Linked DNA regions of Mus musculus: all the other regions are linked to region 1. The links are chromatin contacts, called in public ChIA-PET and promoter capture Hi-C maps. All regions are on one chromosome and are shown on one strand. The core of a region is the stretch at or near the end of the contact, and the rest is flanking DNA. Distances in the headings are between cores, read along the strand shown. Region 1 holds the start of Mpp1 (membrane protein, palmitoylated). Region 2 holds the start of Rpl10 (ribosomal protein L10). Region 3 holds the start of Gdi1 (guanosine diphosphate (GDP) dissociation inhibitor 1).

Region 1 (3,364 bases), core at 381-2,880:
GTTCTTTTTCTTCCCAACAACTGGAGCAGGTGCTATCCCAAAAGCTGTTGCCTGTAGGTGGGGTATACTCTTCTAGCTGGGCTGCCTTATCTGGCCTCAGTGGAAGAGGATGCACCTAGCCTCACAGAGACTTAATGTATCAGGGTGGGGGAATACTCAGGAACCCCCACCTACTCAGAGGAGAAGGGGGGATGGGAGAAAGAATGGTAGGAGGAGGTGACTGGGAGGAGACAGTGAGCAGGATACAAAGTGAATAAATACAATAATATATATGATAAAAAGAATAAAAAGACTTGATTATGTGTCATGTTATAAAAATATATAATTACATTTTCCTTAAAAATATATACTCTCCAACATCCATATATTTAAGTGGAATAAAATATTCTGATTTTTTAAAGTTCTTTTTCTTATTTACTTATTATTAGTTTTGTTTTGAGACAAGGTCTTATGTATTCTAGGTTGCCCTCAAACTTACTGAGTGACTGAGAATGACTTTGAACTTCTGATCCTATTAACTCCACCTCCAAAATGCTAAGATTATAGGCACGCACTATCATGAATAGTGTGTGCATTACTGAGAGTTGAACCCAGGGATTTTGCATGCTAGCTAAGCAGTCCGCCAACTGAGGTTCATCTTCATTGTGTATCACATAAACCAAGGTTCCAATTTCATCCTTTCCAGTTCCACTGTCAGTTAATGAAAGGCCTTATTTACTCACCTAGCTGTTTTTATTATTGAGTACCTTTGTATATGGGCACAGAGGTGTTACATAGTTGATTATTCTGTAACATTGCTCAGTGTATTCTCTTCCTCTGTACCAAGATCTCCTCCTTTGCCCTTCTCTCCTCCCCTTTTCTCTTCTCTTCTCTTTTCTTCTCCTCTCTCTCCACCTAAAAGTAATTCTTCTAGGGACGGGGGAGAGTGTAAGCTATCAATCATACAAGCTCTGAATTTTAGGACAGGATTCCCAAGGAGCCTTTAAACCCAGTAAACATTCATTTTGTTTAGAAAGTCTTTCATTAGTCTCCAGACCATTTGGAAGTTTAGGGCGTTTACTCCAATTCTTGAAGATTATTTGTTCCATTTGCTTCTGTTGATTCCTAGAAATTGTGTGGCATTAACAACAGGAGATCTGGCCTAAGGTAAATAAAACCAGTTTGCTCTTGAGGGCAGTCCCATCTTTCCTCGCTGAATAGCATATACCAATGTAAATGATGGTACCAGCAGCACACTTTTACAAGTCTAAACCTGGAAAGGTGCATTGGCCTTGGGACCAATTTAAGAGCCCCTACATTCTTCAGGGTAGCTGGTTGATTCCTGATGTCAGGAGCAATCTGGATGTAAAGTTCACTCAGCTAGTTGCAACTCGTGGTTGGTAAAAGAGCTGCAGTTGCAGTAGTTGGACATTTTGGGATCCGCTTCGGTAGTTCACAGGTCGTGCGAGTAAGAGAGAGAATGGAAGCTCCTGTCTCGGAATTTTATCTTTTCAGGGATGCTGGCTGCGCATCTCGACAGGGCCCGCAGAGGCGTGGTTAGAGCGGAGCTTTCAAGCAACGCTAAACTGCGCCTTCTCCAATCGCTAAGCACAAGGAAGGCCAAGGCGTGGGTGGGCTTAGGGGCGGGCCAGGGTGGAGAGTAGGCGGAGCGTGGGTACTGCTCTGCTTGGCCCTCCTGGCTCTCAGCGCAGCTCTTGATCCCTGCCTCCTCCGCCGCCTTAGTCTAGCTCGTCTCTGAACAGGCCGCAGTTCCCCGATTTGCGATTCCTGGGCTCAAAGCTCTGCGGCTACTGCGTCTGGTTGTCTCTGCTCCTGAGAGATGACGCTCAAGTCGAGCGAAGGCGAGGGAGGGAACAGCATGCGCACCGCACTTTCGGACCTCTACCTGGAGCACTTACTACAGAAGCGTAACCGACCTGAGGTTAGCGGGACCCCTGGGGTCCTCTGGGTTCGGGTTGGGTCTAGGATCCAGGCCTTTCCATCTGCTGCTGGATTTTTCCTATCCATGGCCTTGTTCCCAAGCGCTCTGTCCCCGGATGGCCAGATCTTGGGTGTCTTGCCCCCAGGGTGGAGGCCTTAGCACTGGGCCCGATTCCTGCTGAGATCTGGGTGTGGTGGATAGTTGCCTGGAGCAGCCCTCCTAGGTGAAAATCCCGAGAGGCAGGCCAGGACTAAATGAATACTTAAGGTCAAAGAAAACTTGCTCATGGATGGAAGTCTACTAACAGACTTGAAGAAGGAAAATAAGACTTTAAGGAACACATCCAATAGTAGATCTGCCTGGCTGTTATTGAGCGTTTGTGTTGTTTCACAGACATGGTTGTGAAAACCAACTTCGTGCTCTAAAAAGCTCACACATTTCCCTCTGCATTTCATTTCAGGGGGTCTCCTTGTGCTATGCTGTAAACTAAGGTAGCATTCATATTCCAGTGTTAGACAGTAAATAGTTATTAATCTAATATGTCAGGCCTCCAGAGGTGGTTGTGATTAGATTCTATGTAACATGTCTCCCCCTCCCCATTCACCTACGGACCCTGCTCCCTCTGCTCCCCAGTCCCTTCTCCTGGGAGATTTATGATGCTGCTTGTGATACAGCGAAGATGGCTTTGTGATAGGAAGGTACAGCTATTAAACAACATACATTACTTACACAAAATGTTCAAAGATGATACTAGATGAAACTGAGGAAATAAATCCAAAAACCTTTACAGGAATGGTAGCTATTATGTGTTTTGATCACTTTTTTTTTTTTGATAAAGGGAAAAAAAGAAAAAGTGAAGAATTAATACGAGAAAAAAATCCATATTATGACAGTTGTATTCTGGTTCCTCAATTCTGGAGCTCTGTTTCCTTTTCCCTATCTCTGGTGTCATTTCCCCTCCCCAAGCTAGTTTTGGAAGTATGGTTATTTAATCTTGCCTTTCTATGCTCCACACCCAAAGTCCTCTTTTAGTAACACTGACAGAGCAACTCACTGCTTAGGGGAAGAAACTGTGCACCAATTAAATGTCAGCAAATTTTATCTCTCTTGCTGGCAAGTAGGAGGACATTTTGCTTTTTTTGTTTATCTGTTTGTTTCTTGCTTTGAGACGCTGTCTCACACTAGCTCAGGTTACCTTGTAGCTTACTCAGTTGCCCCAACTGGCCTTGAATTCCTTGCAATTCTCCTGCCTCAGCCTCCTGAGTTTATAGGCACTATATGGGCTAACATGTCAGACTTCAGGACATTTTTAGTGTCACAACTAGATGGATTTATTTTTTACAGCAAGAAATTATCAGACCTCCCTCCAAAGTGTCATGACTGCTGAAGGAAACATCTATTCCTGATGTTCTAGTTCAGTGTCTTATTTAAGGTGAGCAAATA
Region 2 (3,364 bases), core at 389-2,888, 860 kb after region 1:
CTGGACAGTGGTGGTTTTTAATCACTTGGGAGGCAGAGGCAGGCAGATCTCAGATATGCCTGGTGTACATTAAGTTCCCGGACAGCCAGGGATACAGAGAAACCCTGTCTCAAAACCAAATAAAACACCAGCTTACCTGTCAGCCCCAGCACAGGACAACATCTTGTTGATACGGATGACATGGAAAGGGTGGAGCCTCACTCGGATATGAAAGCCATCCTTGCCACAACTCTTTACCATGTATTTGTTGGCACAAATACGGGCAGCCTCCAGTGCTGAATGGGGAAATAACAGCAGTGAAACAGGGTGTCAGGACATTGAATAAATTATAATATATAATCCACAAGTACACAAGAAATGCCAATTAACACACCGGGCATGGTGGTCCATGCCTTTAATCCCAGCACTTGGGAGGTGGATTTCTGAGTTTGAGGCCAGCCTGGTCTACAAAGTGAGTTCCAGGACAGCCAAGGCTACAGAGAAACCGTCTCGAAAAACCAAAAAAAAAAAAAAAAAGAGCCAATTAACAAATGGGAGCTGTCTCACCTTCAGAAGAGAGTTGCTCATATTCATCTGACACCATATGGCCACAAAGTGGGAATTCATCAACTTTTGCTTTCTTCCGTCCCAAATCAAAGATTCGGATCTTAGCATCTGAAAAACACGTGGTTTAAAGTTCTCGAGAAGTGGGGAATAGACAAACACCGATCCAGTTCGAAGTTTGTCACTACTTACCAGGGACACCACGGCAGAAACGAGACTTTGGGTATGGCTTGTTCTTACAATACCGGTAACTATAGAAGGAAGGAAACTCAGGTGTGATTAATGGTGACAACAGGACTAAACCAGCTCTGAATCCAGTTTCCATTCAGGGTAACTGATTCTAAGGCAACTTGTTGTTAAACAATTACACAAATTATAAAACAGAAAAAGAATCATGCACTAGCATCACCCTCTAACCAGAGTTGGGTGAGATATCACAATTTTCCTAGCATGTGACAGAAGACCCGCCTTAGCCACGTTAAGAGAATATGGCGTCCTCTTCAGGACACGCGTTTAGGCGGCGCCTACGGACTGGTCAGCCCTTGGTGTCCTGTTAAAAACCACAAAGCTCAAGGCCGGAAATAAAAGACGGACGCAAAAGTGACCAAGAAGGCCTGGTAGGCGTTGTAAAAAGGCTCATTTGCGACGCAGAGGATTGGATGCACACGGACATGCTAGTTCTACCCAAGCGCTTTAGTATTGGGTAACGCCACCCACAGCCTCAAAATAAAGGTCCCAGTAAAGTATTAAAGAAAACCCGAAGTCAGTCTTTACTTCAGGGTCTCTAAGTGGCAGAGAGTCCACCCATAAAAAAAAAGTCTTTCGAAAGAAATGCATTTTTCCCTCAGTTTTCACAGTAGGAAGATTGCATGGGTTCAGCACTCACCACCGGGCGGGGCGGCGGCCCATGATGACAATAGGATCGTCGGTGGCTGTAATGAAACAGTCAAAGAATACAGACACAGAATAAGTGTAAAAAAAATCCCAAAGAAAAATTACGAGACCATCGTAAAAAACCGTGACCGAACTCACTCACCGCGCCAGAGGAAAAGAGACGCTCCCACGCCTGCTCACGCCTTATATAGGCGGCCTATCTTCCACTGTAACAACCATAGAGTTACAGCCAGGGGGTGGTGTCGACGCTCTATCAGACGCTAAGATCATAGATGCAGCGCTGCTCTGCGCATGTGTACCAGGCGGGACCGAACGAAGCACAGAGCTTATTGGTGACTGGATACCGGAATAGGGAACTGCATGCTGGCGAATGGGATTTCGACACATAGGCAAGAGAAACCAGCTTCCGCCTGGCCATATTGGGCGGAGAGCCATTGACAGGTTTTGCTATTACGTATGATTGCCAATATTCTAAGACTTGAAAAGGGGAGTCTTTCTCAGTGGAACTGGACCGTCACGGAGGTGTTCCTTTGCTTACAGGGCTCTAGAGTGCTGGTTCAGGCCTTCCTCAAGGCTACAGGAAATGGCGCGAACGTTCCATGGTAGGGACTCCGAAGTTCCTTTGTCACCCGGGAGGTTGGAGACCCACCCACAAAGCTGACGTCTAAGAGCCAACAAAGAGCACCATGATAGGTGCTTGATTGCTTTCAGGAGACCAATTAAAATCTCCCTTAGAGGAAAAAAATCTCCGTTAGGCGCTCACTGTCCTCCTCGCTAGTTGGGCCCGCCCCACTCTAATTCTCAGGAAAAGACGTGTTCTTAGGGAGACTGGAGACTGGGCAAAGACGATGGCGATATCATTACTTCCTACTAGCCCCAGGAGGGTCGCGGTGCTGTGGGCCACGCCCTAGTAGGAGAGTCGGAGTTCCTTTGCCCCAGATTCCGAGAGAAAAACTAGGTGTAGCACACCTCTTCTTTTCACTATGAAGAATTCAAAATGTACATCTGGGTGTGTCTAGAAGGATTGGCAGCTAACCACTAACTACTCTCCCATATAAGGTTACAATCTAGGGAGGCACCAGAACGGGAACACTGTTCTGATCTAGGAGCACGTGTCTGAGCATCATCAGTCACTCAGACTCTATGAATTTGTGCCTCTTGTGTCACTTAGGGAGACATGATAGGAACAAAAGTATAGGGACCAAGGGCCTTCCCTCCCAACATCCCATGGTGCCGCTCCCTGGTTACATGTGCCCAGCTTGTTCCAGCACATTTAAGATTCCCAGCCACAAACCAGAGCTACTAGATTGCTTCTGCCAAATAGCTTCCCTGTGACACTTATCCAGTTCCTGGAGGCTTCACAAATTGATATCTATCCTCTGAAAACAGTTCTGTCCTGCCAGTCCTCTCCACCTGATTGGTATTTGTGCAGTTGTGGAGGTGGCTGTTTCTTTAGCTGGAGAGAGATAAATGAGAATAGTCTATATATTTTGACCACCTTTTCTTATCTTTCTTTTTGGTTTTTCAAGACAGGGTTTCTCCATTTTGCAAATGTACCACATTTTTCTTCATTTTGTTTGTTTGTTTGTTGAGAAAGGGTTTCTCTGTGTAGTCTTGACTGTCCTGGAACTCTGTAGACCAGGCTGGCCTGGAACTCAGAAATCCGACTGCCTCTGCCTCCCAAGTGCTGGGATTAAAGGTGTGTGCCACCACGCCCGGCTTTGACCACCTTTTCAATTAAACATTTATTTCTTCAGACAGGATCTGAGTGTGTCAGCCCCGGTGACCTGAAACTCACTTATGTAGATCAGGATGGCCTTCAGCAAACAGAGATCCACATACCTATGTGTGCAGATCTAAGACCTGTGCCACCACAGCCAGCCATGCATTTATATTCGTATGAGTGTTTTGCATGCAAGCATGCAAG
Region 3 (3,364 bases), core at 490-2,989, 830 kb after region 1:
TACCTATGTGGAAGACTAACAAGGATCTGGGTCTAAGCCCAGGTCTAAGAATAAGAAATCTTACCTCCTCCAGGGGTGTGATGGAAGAGCTCTCACCCCCATAGTAGGGGTTTCGGTCCATGTGCAGCACCTTCTTTCCATTCACAGACATGATGCCAGACAGGATGCATTCCTGGGGAAGGAGTGACATTTGCAGCTATACCCCATAACCCTCCAACTTGCTTCATGCCCACCACCAATTTTATAATGCAGCTCTTTTCAGTGCCTAAAACTGGGGAGGAGAAGATGGCTTCATATGATGTTTCCTTTACAACCCTGCTGAGTAAACTACTGGAGCATTAAAGGAGGTTTGGGGGGCAGAGCTTTCAGCTTCCAAGTCTTCCAGCATCAACAAGCCAAGAGAAGTATCTACTTCTCTGAGCCCACAAAAAGACAATGAGTCTACAAGAAGAACCAATTCAAAGGACCTTTGAAAGAGAAGGCCAAGTCCTTGAAATCCCAGGCCCCACCCTGCTCCTCCTTCAAAGGGCAGGAGCCCCTGACTCTCTTCTGGCCCTATCCACTGGTCTAGACTCAGGGTTCAAACTAAAAAGATTTAGGCCGGGGGTGGGGGTTGGGGGGGGCGGGGGCAGGGAAGAGACAAACACCCTCACCAGTCAGTCACTAACCCAAGGACAAAGGCTGAGGATATATATTCAGTCTGAGATCTCCATGGGAAACCAAGTTGGGGCAGAGGTAAAGTGGTCACTACCCCCCCCCCACACCCCCCACACACACACTCCTGCTGTCTCTGGAACATTCCATGGGTTTCCTATCCCATCCCAAAAAGCAGAAAAGCATGATGAGGGCCCACCCTTGTAATGTCCCCATACCCATCTTCATATTCCATCCCCTAGTTTGATCACAAGATGGTAAGGGATGCTAATCAAGGCCTTGGAGCAGGTGATGAGTTCAGGCAAAGGGTGGGGGCTGGGTGCAATGGTTCCACTGTGTGTGTGGGGGGGTGAGTTTTCCACCTCGGTGATAGAGATAGGGAAGAATAGGGGTCTGAGGTTAAGTACTAGAGTGCAGGAACACAGGACAAAGTGGGGCCCTCTACAGAGAATTGGGAACTGGAATCGACATCCTAGGGTGAGGTAGTGGGTTGGGCATGGGGTTGGTTTTCCCAGGGCTGGAGCTAGGATGATGGGAGGATGGATCGGATACCGGACTCTGCATCAATGCGGGATGGAGTGGGGTGGGGAGGGATGGCGTGGGGTGGGGAGGGATGGCATGATGCAGGGCTATGAGAGCCTGAAGTGGCACTTACGGTAAGACCTGTCCCCAGCACAATCACATCGTATTCCTCATCCATGATCAGGCCTTGGTACCAGCGTCCGCTCTGCTCCTCCTCCTTCACCACAGCAGCCGCTACCACTACCTCTACTATTGCTACTGCTGCTACTGCCGCTGCTGCTGCTGCCCCTGCCGCTGCTTCTGTCACTGCCGCCGCACTGAACCAAAGATGGCGTCTGTCGGTTGTCTCCTGATCCCTACGCAGCGTTAATGAGTCCCTCTCTCTCTCCGCTGGCCCCGCCCCGCCCAACCAGTCATCATTTCCTTGCTTGTTTTCTGGGAGGGCTTCTGTCACCTGGGTCCCAGCACCAGAATGACTGCAGGGGTTATCGGGGCTCTTCGTGAGCCCAGAAAAATACGGGGCGGGGCAGGCCGGCAGCAGGTGCTGAGTCCTCCGAAAGATCCTTGCGCGGGAGCCGCGCGCGCCCCGCCCCGCCCCGCGCGCTCCCGTACCGCCCCCTGGGAGAAACACAAGGTATGGAAGCCCTGCTGTGTGTTGTTGCACAGTAGCGGAGCTACCATTGTCAGGATTCCTCCCAAGGCCAGGAAAAGTAACAAGCCTCTACTCTAAGTAGGTTTGTTAAGAGTATCAGCTTACTGAAGACCCTCCCACCCTTCCTCTCTCACCTCTTGCATGACTGGACTACATCTGAGCACTTCTTCCCTTCAGTCAAGAAAAAAAAATCTACTGTTCAGTGCAGAAATGAGTGACACGAAGCCCAACACAAGGCAACACGTCTTTATTTTATTAGGAAGGAAACAACAGAGCAACCCCCCACACACACCTCCGGCCTCTTGACAGGCAGTCTTTATGGGAATAATCCAGAAACCCAGTGAGCACACTTTGTTCACCAATCCTCGTGATGGTTTCTTCCTTCCCAGGCCACAGAAATAAACCCCAGTGTACCACTCACTCTTAACACATCACCCCTCCCCCCCAAAAAACATAACAGCTAAGCTGGACAGACAGTCAAGTAGTCTTTCCACACCTCGCAAATTCAAGGAACCTCAAGTTCATGGCTGTTGCTGGAAGCTCCATAAAGCTTGGGGAGTGAGCATTTACTACACAAAAGCACTATAAACAGCAAGGAATAATAGCAGAGGGGCAAGAATAAATAAGGAGAGAGGGTAAAGGGGAGACCCTAGAATTAAGGTCCCTTCCCCTCTTGATGATGAAGCCTGGAAGATTTATCTAATATCTATGAAGAATACACTTTGTTGGTAGAGATGGGGGATAGCCACAGGGGAGTCCCTCTCCGGGTTAAAGAGGAAGCAAGAGAGACTGAGGGTGGCGTATGTAGGGTTCATGCTATAGTAGGAAGAGGACAAACCTTTCCATCCACTGTGTCACAAAACAGAAACATGACAACCTAGACACCAATACTCCCTCAATTCCTCTCAGGTGTATGTCACACAATCTGGGTCAAAGTGATGGTGGGGCCCTTGTGGTCATCAAAGCGATCCATGGTCTTTAGGCTGAGTATCATGTGCAGACCATAGGTGAATATGAAAAGCATGAAGAGGGTGGTGAGCAGACCCATCCAGATGCCCGGAGAGAAGAAACCAGCACAGTCGCTAGCATAGGAGAACTGTTCACCAGTCACATTGAAGGCCTGGATCTAGGAGACACATTGACATGGATCAGATGGTTCCACAAGGTTCCACACACAGTAAGAGCTGGGATTCTGGAATCAATGAATAATCTATACCTTCAGAGACTGCACAAGGCTGGAACTCTCAGCTACATGCTCAAACCATACTGAGATTCTCTGGGCCCTTCTTCCCTCCCCTTACTGCCACCAGCTTGGGGCCCATCACCCTTTCAATACCTGGAAGTTATGAAGAGTCATCTGCCAGACTGAGGGCACGTTGGTCACAAGGAGATTGCCTTTCTTGCTCACACTGCTGACGTACTCACAGTGGAAAGAATAGATGCTAGGTCCTGTGACTTGGGAAACATTGAAATGGGCAACAGAGCCATTGCTGTGGATTTCAAGTCGTTCCATGGCAAACCAATATCGGGCAGACA

What was found. Promoter capture Hi-C pulls out the DNA fragments that hold promoters and counts their contacts. ChIA-PET counts read pairs in DNA pulled down with a chosen protein or histone mark.
Region 2: a contact with region 1 is called in an RNA polymerase II ChIA-PET map of memory CD8 T cells, with 7 read pairs. The contact joins the promoter of Rpl10 here to the promoter of Mpp1 in region 1. A contact is called at or near these places in 1 of 39 promoter capture datasets (erythroid cells) and 2 of 115 datasets of contacts at active chromatin or transcription factors (extraembryonic endoderm stem cells and memory CD8 T cells).
Region 3: a promoter capture Hi-C map of liver shows a contact between it and region 1, with 3 times the contacts expected there. The contact joins the promoter of Gdi1 here to the promoter of Mpp1 in region 1. A contact is called at or near these places in 2 of 39 promoter capture datasets (erythroid cells and liver).

What each region holds. Positions count from the first base shown.
Region 1 is chrX:75,129,282-75,132,645 of GRCm38.p6, reverse strand. Mpp1 (membrane protein, palmitoylated) reads left to right here and starts at 1,630. Exons shown (of 12, transcript NM_008621.3): 1 at 1,630-1,921. The coding sequence starts at 1,820.
Region 2 is chrX:74,269,090-74,272,453 of GRCm38.p6, reverse strand. It overlaps Rpl10 (ribosomal protein L10), which reads right to left and starts at 1,638. Exons shown (of 7, transcript NM_052835.3): 1 at 1,580-1,638; 2 at 1,430-1,475; 3 at 736-794; 4 at 547-654; 5 at 137-275. The coding sequence starts at 1,452.
Region 3 is chrX:74,303,387-74,306,750 of GRCm38.p6, reverse strand. It overlaps Gdi1 (guanosine diphosphate (GDP) dissociation inhibitor 1), which reads right to left and starts at 1,739. Exons shown (of 11, transcript NM_010273.4): 1 at 1,310-1,739; 2 at 65-172. The coding sequence starts at 1,354. Atp6ap1 (ATPase, H+ transporting, lysosomal accessory protein 1) reads right to left here. Exons shown (of 10, transcript NM_018794.4): 9 at 3,165-3,364; 10 at 2,030-2,954. The coding sequence ends at 2,745.